2 separate regions of the Gossypium hirsutum genome follow, and region 2 is linked to region 1. The links are chromatin contacts, called in public Hi-C maps. All regions are on one chromosome and are shown on one strand. Each heading gives the region's core, a stretch centred on a gene start, on an enhancer-like site or on the middle of the called end of the contact. The rest is flanking DNA. Distances are from core to core; before and after follow the strand shown.

Region 1 (3,510 bases), core at 629-3,128:
GAGAAAAATAAATAAATAAAGAAGGGGAGGCTTTGCCATGCATGCTCATGAATCAATTATGATCATCATTCATCAAGGAAAAACAACCATCTAAACAGCTTCAAATGTTTGGCCTATAATTGTTGCCCAGATCTTTTGCTTAACTGAGCAAGAAAAAGATAATGGCAACAAGAGATTAGATGACTGAAAATGTGCATAAGATCGTGATTTTCAAACTTGAGACTTTACCTGCATCTGTCTAGCCATTGAAGGTAGCCACCTCTCTCCCCTAATCCTTTTCAGTTCCGTGATCCTGGCTTCCTCTCTCTTGGCTCTTTCTTTGGCTGTTGCTTCTTTAGCTTCTAATCTAGCTAACGATCTCTGGCTTGCATCTCTTGCTGCAGCCAATATATCTTTTCCATCAACAGCTATGGACCGTAGTTGTCGTCTGAACTGCATACCACCATGTAGCCAAATATAAATTAAGAGGAATAATACAAAGTAAAAAGGGGGAGAAAAGAGTTAACAGAAACAAAAGAGATCCAGACAACAAGCGGACCTCTTTCGAGTTCTCATCAATCCCTCTTCTGGGAAGAAGTTTTGGTTTCTTTCGGGGTCCTTGAATTTCATCTGACAGCAAACAAATAACTCTCAAACCTCAAATACCATAACGTAGATAACCCTTCCGAGAGCTAGCTCAGAAGATAAGAGCAAATGCACAAACACATTGCAATATCAACACCAATCCAGTATCCTGTAATAACAGTTCAAATTTATTCAAAAGCAATAGGTAGAATCCCTTTGAAAAGTTTCATTAGTAACCTAAATAGGCTGCCCTTTTTTCCCATTCACTAAACTCTGAATCTAGAACCAATCATTTGAGACTAATGTAGTAGCAAAAGAAACAAGGAAAGAAAAGGTTGAACAATGCAGACTGTAAAAACATTTCTCCAATTGCAGCAAGAGATGAAAATGAGGCAAAGAGGTACTCACCTACGTGGTCAAATACTATCCCAGGAGTAGAATTTTTAAATAAACGAACTCCACTTTCATTTACCACGCTATCAGCATCTGAGACATTACAGGCATCCTTCACTATCACTAAGTGCTTCTCTAACATGTTATCCAAAAGCTTTTGTGCCTGCTTATGACTTTGTGAGTTAGCAAACAAAACAAAATAGCACTTGATATATATGATTTAAACATTATGAATTGAAAATTACTAAAACTGAGTCCTTTTAAGTTGTAGAACTGATCTGAAATACCTCCATTAAAGTTCCTTCGAAGAAAATTAGACTTTCCGGCAGTGCACTCAAATTTGATGCCAAATTATGGTGAAAAAAAATGAGTCTTATGGAAACTATCAATCCAATAAACATGATTCAACACTCGACATGGAATCTAAGAGTTCATATTTTTTTGAAGTAGATATTAATCCAATTATTTGCAAAATTACCCAGATAAGCTAATGCTAAAACAACAAAGATAGAAACATGGAAAAAGGTTGGGAACCTTGAGTTGGTAGTTTTTAAGCTTCTGGGGGTGCTTTCTCTGATCTATTTCATCAGCTTTATCAACATAATCATCTGTATCTGGGGTTGAATTTGAAACGAGGTTGTTTCTTGTTGTTTGTGTTGTTACAGTGGAGCTGTTGGAACCGTTAGCAGTGAAAGTGGCGGTAGTGGTTGCGGCTATAGATTGAATGGCAGCTTTCCACTCGGCGTCCCCGTCTTCTTCGCTGCTGCTGCTGCCGCCGCCGCTACTGGTTGGTCTTGCCATTGCTAAACCCGCAATCATCACCGTTGGAATATAACCCCTGTGGGATAAATAATTGGACTCTTTTAGGCTTGCTTTGTTCTATCCATGTAGGCCAAGCCTGGCTTAAATTTTTGACAAAATGGGCCTAAGAATTAATCTAAATGCATGGACTTTTTTAGAATTTTAATGATAAGAATCCTTTGACTTTAAATTACATGTTTCAATGGATCTAATTTTACTTTTGAATTGCCATCACCAAATCATTTGAATTTAATTTTGTTGCCCACTTTGGTTACGTTCCACTCTGAAAATGCTATTTAGTTTATTTTAATTAAAAGTTAAATTAAATTATTTAGCTCAATTCTTATAATAATTTATTCTCATATTGCTTAATAAACTTAAAACTTAAAGTGATATTACTTAAAATTAAGATGGTTTGTGGGTTCTATGCTTAGGAAAAAAACTGTTTAAAAAATATAAATTCTAAATTGTGAAATTGGTTTTTAATTTAATATTAACAAAAGGACTTAAATTTTGAAATTTAAAAGTAAAATAAATTAATTTTTTTAAAATAAAAATAGGGAGAGTTAAAAATCAATTTTTTTGGTTTTAATTCTGCTAGTTATTCAATCAAAACCCAAATTTATCATTAAAAATTGTTCCCAACAACATTTGCAAATCACACGTAATTGTAAAGCTTGATCTTTTCTCTCTTTCTTTCAGAGATAAAAAAATATTAAGCTTTCAAAGTCGACTAAATTAGGCTTAAGAGTCCCTTTTTTTTTTAATTAGGTCTTTAGGCTATTTTTTTTATTTAGCGAAATAGGCCGTTTTTAAGTTGAACGCGCTTTTCCTTTCTCTCTCCTAAAAACTCTAATCATTTATAATATTTTTAAGGTTAGTGTTAGAGCTTGGTGTATATTTTAGGGTTTATAGTTTTTTGAAAGGCTTTAGGGTTTAAAACTGCGAAAGTTCATAGCTAGATTTAAGGGGTTGGGGCTGTGATAACACGCCTCAGAACACATACATTTCATATGTCATGGCGGGATAAGACCATCACCTCAGAAACCCATCGTGGGGAAATCTAGTTTTGAGGTAATAATGCTTGATACGATTAGGGGGTCGAAGTTTAGGTGGAGGTCCCAGTCGCCGACCGTGATACGGTCATGGGTTCTAATATAACCGGGGGGACAGGTGATAGTCGTTATGCAATCAGGTGTTCAAGCTTTTTGGATACCCCCAAACGATGCCCTATATATACCATATATAAGATTGAGACCATAATCATACGAAAAAAATCTGGGAACTTCCAGTGTAATCAACGTAAATTTTTTCTCTATTTCCAAACAGCCGGTATCTTTGACCTTTCATTCTTATCTGAAAGCTGACACCGAGGTGGACACAAAAGGGCTCTCAGGTGGAGAGCAGATGTTCCGGCACAGTAGAGGTCAAACTCAGGTCGGCGCGACAGTGGTTGTAGTTACTAATAGCTTGTTTAATAACGACAATAGTCATCGCCCTTAAAAGAGCATCACCTTTACTTCACCACAATAGTTGCTACTCGCTTCAGAGTCTTCTTGCGTCCACAATGGTGCCGAACTTTGAATAAGAAGGAAGGTTAAAGGTACTGGTTGCATGGAAATGGAGAAAACGGTAGTCGCCACCAAACCCACGACTGCAGTAGGAACAGGCAACCACCATCGACATCATATTTGGTACTGTGGCCCGACACATCTCCTTGTACAACATGGATAAGACGACAGATCCCCAACT
Region 2 (3,510 bases), core at 408-2,907, 140 kb after region 1:
TTAAAAAGTAATTAACAAAAATTAAATTAACCTAAAATAAACTTAATTAAAACAATTAATTGTTATAGCCAACCATAATTTTTTTTATAAGTTCAATGTGCAGTCATGTGCCACATCATCCATTTGAATAGTTTCGTTACAATGACTTTACTAATTTGCTTCCATTTTTAAAATACAATTGCTCCATTCTTTAGTAGAGGGACTTGTTTACTCCCTTATGATAATACAGGGACTTTTGGGTACTTTCACCTAATTTAAACTATTCAAATGCATAGATAATCAATAACCATATAATATTACTTAAAAATAATAAAATATTATTATACTAACAGTTTAAATATTGAATTACACTTTATATTAAATCTTAAATTATATTCACATTTATGGATAAATAATATCTTATTATTTTAAATTATTTATTAATTGAAGATAAATTTTTTATTATATTAAAACTAGAAAAACATTAGAATAGATAAATTTTAATAAAATATTATATTACACTTTATATTAAAATAATTAATCATATATTTTAAAATAATAATTACTCACATTAATTAAATAGAGTTTTAATATCTATACTTCTATTTAAGCCCCAGTTAATGTTATAAATTAACTAGACACCAACTCGATCAAAAAAATTATGAAAATGGCTTTTAATAATTAAAATAAGTTATATCATTCAAAGGTATTTTAGTCTTTTACTTTTTAAAAAAATCAATAAAAAAATCCCATGTGTTTAGATTTGAAACGGTATTATTTACATTAATAAAACATTAACTTTACTACTAAATCCAAACTTTATTGTAATATAATATTTAAATTTTAATTGTGTTATGTATGCTTTATTACCTCCGTCGATTATATATCTATACTAACATATTTATTTATTTATAATATATATAAAAATATGAGTTTGAAAAACTTTTGAACGGATGAAAATACACTTTATTTTTCATCATACTATTAAATTCACATTTTAAGATAAAAAATTGAAGTAAAATAGAAATTGTGATAATTGTTATACATTTAAAAGAAATTATAATTTAATTTGCAATTATTAGTTAAAAAATATTGTGCTAATTTTAAAATAGAGTTAGTACTTAAATAGAACTCTAATTATGAAGTATAGGAAAAAATTGTGATAATTATAATTATAATATAAATTGTTAGTTAAAAGAAATTTTATATATTAATTTTATTGATGTAAAATAGAAGTATTACTTGAATAGAATTTCAACTATTATTTAATTAATATATTAAAATTAATTATGTTAATTTTTTATATGTATTTTAAGTACGTACACATGTGTGATAACAATTTTAGTATAATTAATTAAATTAGAATAATTAAACGCATAAATATAATTTAAAGAAAATATAGCTACAAGTTACATTAAAAGTTAGTTGAAATAAAATAGTACAACTCTGTCACCTTAATTCTCCTGTACAACTTCTATTAGATCATCTTCAATTAGAGGTGAATGCCACTCTCCAATCACCTCCTCAAAACGTCTGCACGATGCACCAATGAAATTCGTTCGTGAACGCCACTCGCCAAAATTGAGACCGTTGATTGTTCAATCTATTTCTTCCTCCGAACTACTCTCACAGTGTTCTACGGAATCTTTTTCTACCAAATAGAGAAAATATTGTTTTTGCCTGTTTGACTTAAATTAGAGGTAAAAGATCCAATAGAATCTAAACCGTCCATAAATTTCCCAATCACTCACTATCAACGGCTGATATTTTCCTCAAAAATGAATAATTTCTTTTTCTTTCAACTACCCCTAATCCCACCGTAATCTGGAGAGTCCAATTTGGCTGTTTATTTATTATGGAAAGGAAATAATTCGAAGTAAGGAATTCAGTGAAAATAAATTTAAAATAAAAATAAAAATCAGCAGGCCAGAAGGGAGGGAAGGAAAAGCCAGGGGCTTTGTGAGATCTCTGGCTCTCTCTTCCTGTTTTTCTCTTCGAAAATTTACTAAAGAAGGCTTTTTTTTTTGTGATCTCTTCTAATGGGTTTATTGGAAGCTTTTCTCAATTGGCTTCGAAGGTAGGTTTTTTTTTGGTTTGTTGCAATGCCACTCTTTTATTAATTTCTGCTGTTTTGTTTTGTTTTTTTTTCTTTTCCTTTTTTAAATTTTAGGTGATGTATTGGATTGGATAGAGAATTATGATTTATATAAAGTTGGGTTTCATCTTTTTAAGCTAAAAAGAAGTAAAATTTTCATCTTTTGTTTGAGAATACAGTAAAATTACTTCTATTGTTAAGAATGTTATATCGAAATTAGTAAATTGATGTGTGGTTCATGAACCAAATGAATAATAGACGATTGATTGTTTTTCTTCTTAGAAAAAACAATAATGGTTCACTACATATTTAATGTAATTTTAATGAGTCAATGGTTTAATTTATTTTTTAATTTCTATATTAGAATGGGGGTAGATTACCATACCATCGCCTCTGCAGATAAGGAAATCTGTGTAAAAAGGAAAATTTTCAAAGACAAGGAAGAGCTGTGTGGATGGTTCAATTCTCTTCTGCTCCACACTTACTTGAGATCTAATTTAAGTTATGAATGCTTTTTGGGTTTCATGTGCTTGGTGGAAAATTAGTTTTGTTTTTATGGAATTCACATACTTTTCAGTTAGTTTTCTGTGACTTTTATTGATTTACATGTTTGGAGAATTCTTTAAATGAATGCTAAATTGCTAATTTGTGAGCTTTATCCTTCTAGATTGTTATTTAAGTTGACCTCTGTAGTTCAACCTTCATGGTATGAGGGCTTACTTGTTGTTTTGCAGCCTGTTTTTCAAGCAGGAAATGGAGCTATCTTTGATAGGACTTCAGAATGCTGGAAAAACCTCACTAGTAAATGTTGTTGCAGTAAGTAAATTAAGAAACTCAATGTAAATGTCACCGCAGTACTAAGGGTCCATTGCTAGCAATGTAGTATTGTTTTGCTTTATTCTGTGGCTTGACCTTAAGTTGGCTTGTTGGTTTTTTCTCAGACTGGTGGATATAGTGAAGATATGATCCCAACGGTGAGTCATCTTGTCTAAGAGGATCTGTATTTGCATCTTCACTTTTTTTTCTTCTTTTTAAATTTGTGAATTGGTATGATATTACTTTCCAAGGCTTTTTTTTTTTCTGTCATAGAAGTAAGGTAATTAAGGCCTACTGGCTTACATTCAGGTTGGATTCAACATGAGGAAAGTGACTAAAGGAAACGTTACAATAAAGTTATGGGATCTTGGAGGTCAGCCTAGGTTTCGCAGTATGTGGGAACGATATTGCCGTTCAGTTTCTGCAATTGTGTAAGAACTAAGAAGCTTCTTCTTTATTTTCAGACTTGTTATTTCCAGTAACTCCCTTCTAAATTGCTTTAACAATTTTAGGGCCTGAAAAGGTTTGCCTTTAATGCAAGAAAGGCAAATAATCCAGAATAATAAACCCTCAAGAATAGTCTGAAAACTTGCCCTTGTCCTTCTCAAATCTTGAACAGG

Evidence for each region. Hi-C and Micro-C count contacts between places; a contact is called where the count stands out from the background.
Region 2: a Hi-C map of leaf shows a contact between it and region 1, with 2.6 times the contacts expected there. The contact joins the promoter of LOC107913292 here to the promoter of LOC107911113 in region 1. A contact is called at or near these places in 3 of 34 Hi-C or Micro-C datasets (leaf and petal).

Annotation. Positions count from the first base shown.
Region 1 is chrD11:28,444,480-28,447,989 of Gossypium_hirsutum_v2.1, forward strand. LOC107911113 reads right to left here and starts at 1,879. Exons shown (of 5, transcript XM_041104002.1): 1 at 1,492-1,879; 2 at 973-1,120; 3 at 539-609; 4 at 229-432; 5 at 1-143. The coding sequence starts at 1,776. The coding sequence ends at 114.
Region 2 is chrD11:28,585,222-28,588,731 of Gossypium_hirsutum_v2.1, forward strand. LOC107913292 (ADP-ribosylation factor-like protein 8a) reads left to right here and starts at 1,658. Exons shown (of 6, transcript XM_016841837.2): 1 at 1,658-2,056; 2 at 2,809-2,890; 3 at 3,016-3,048; 4 at 3,200-3,321. The coding sequence starts at 2,019.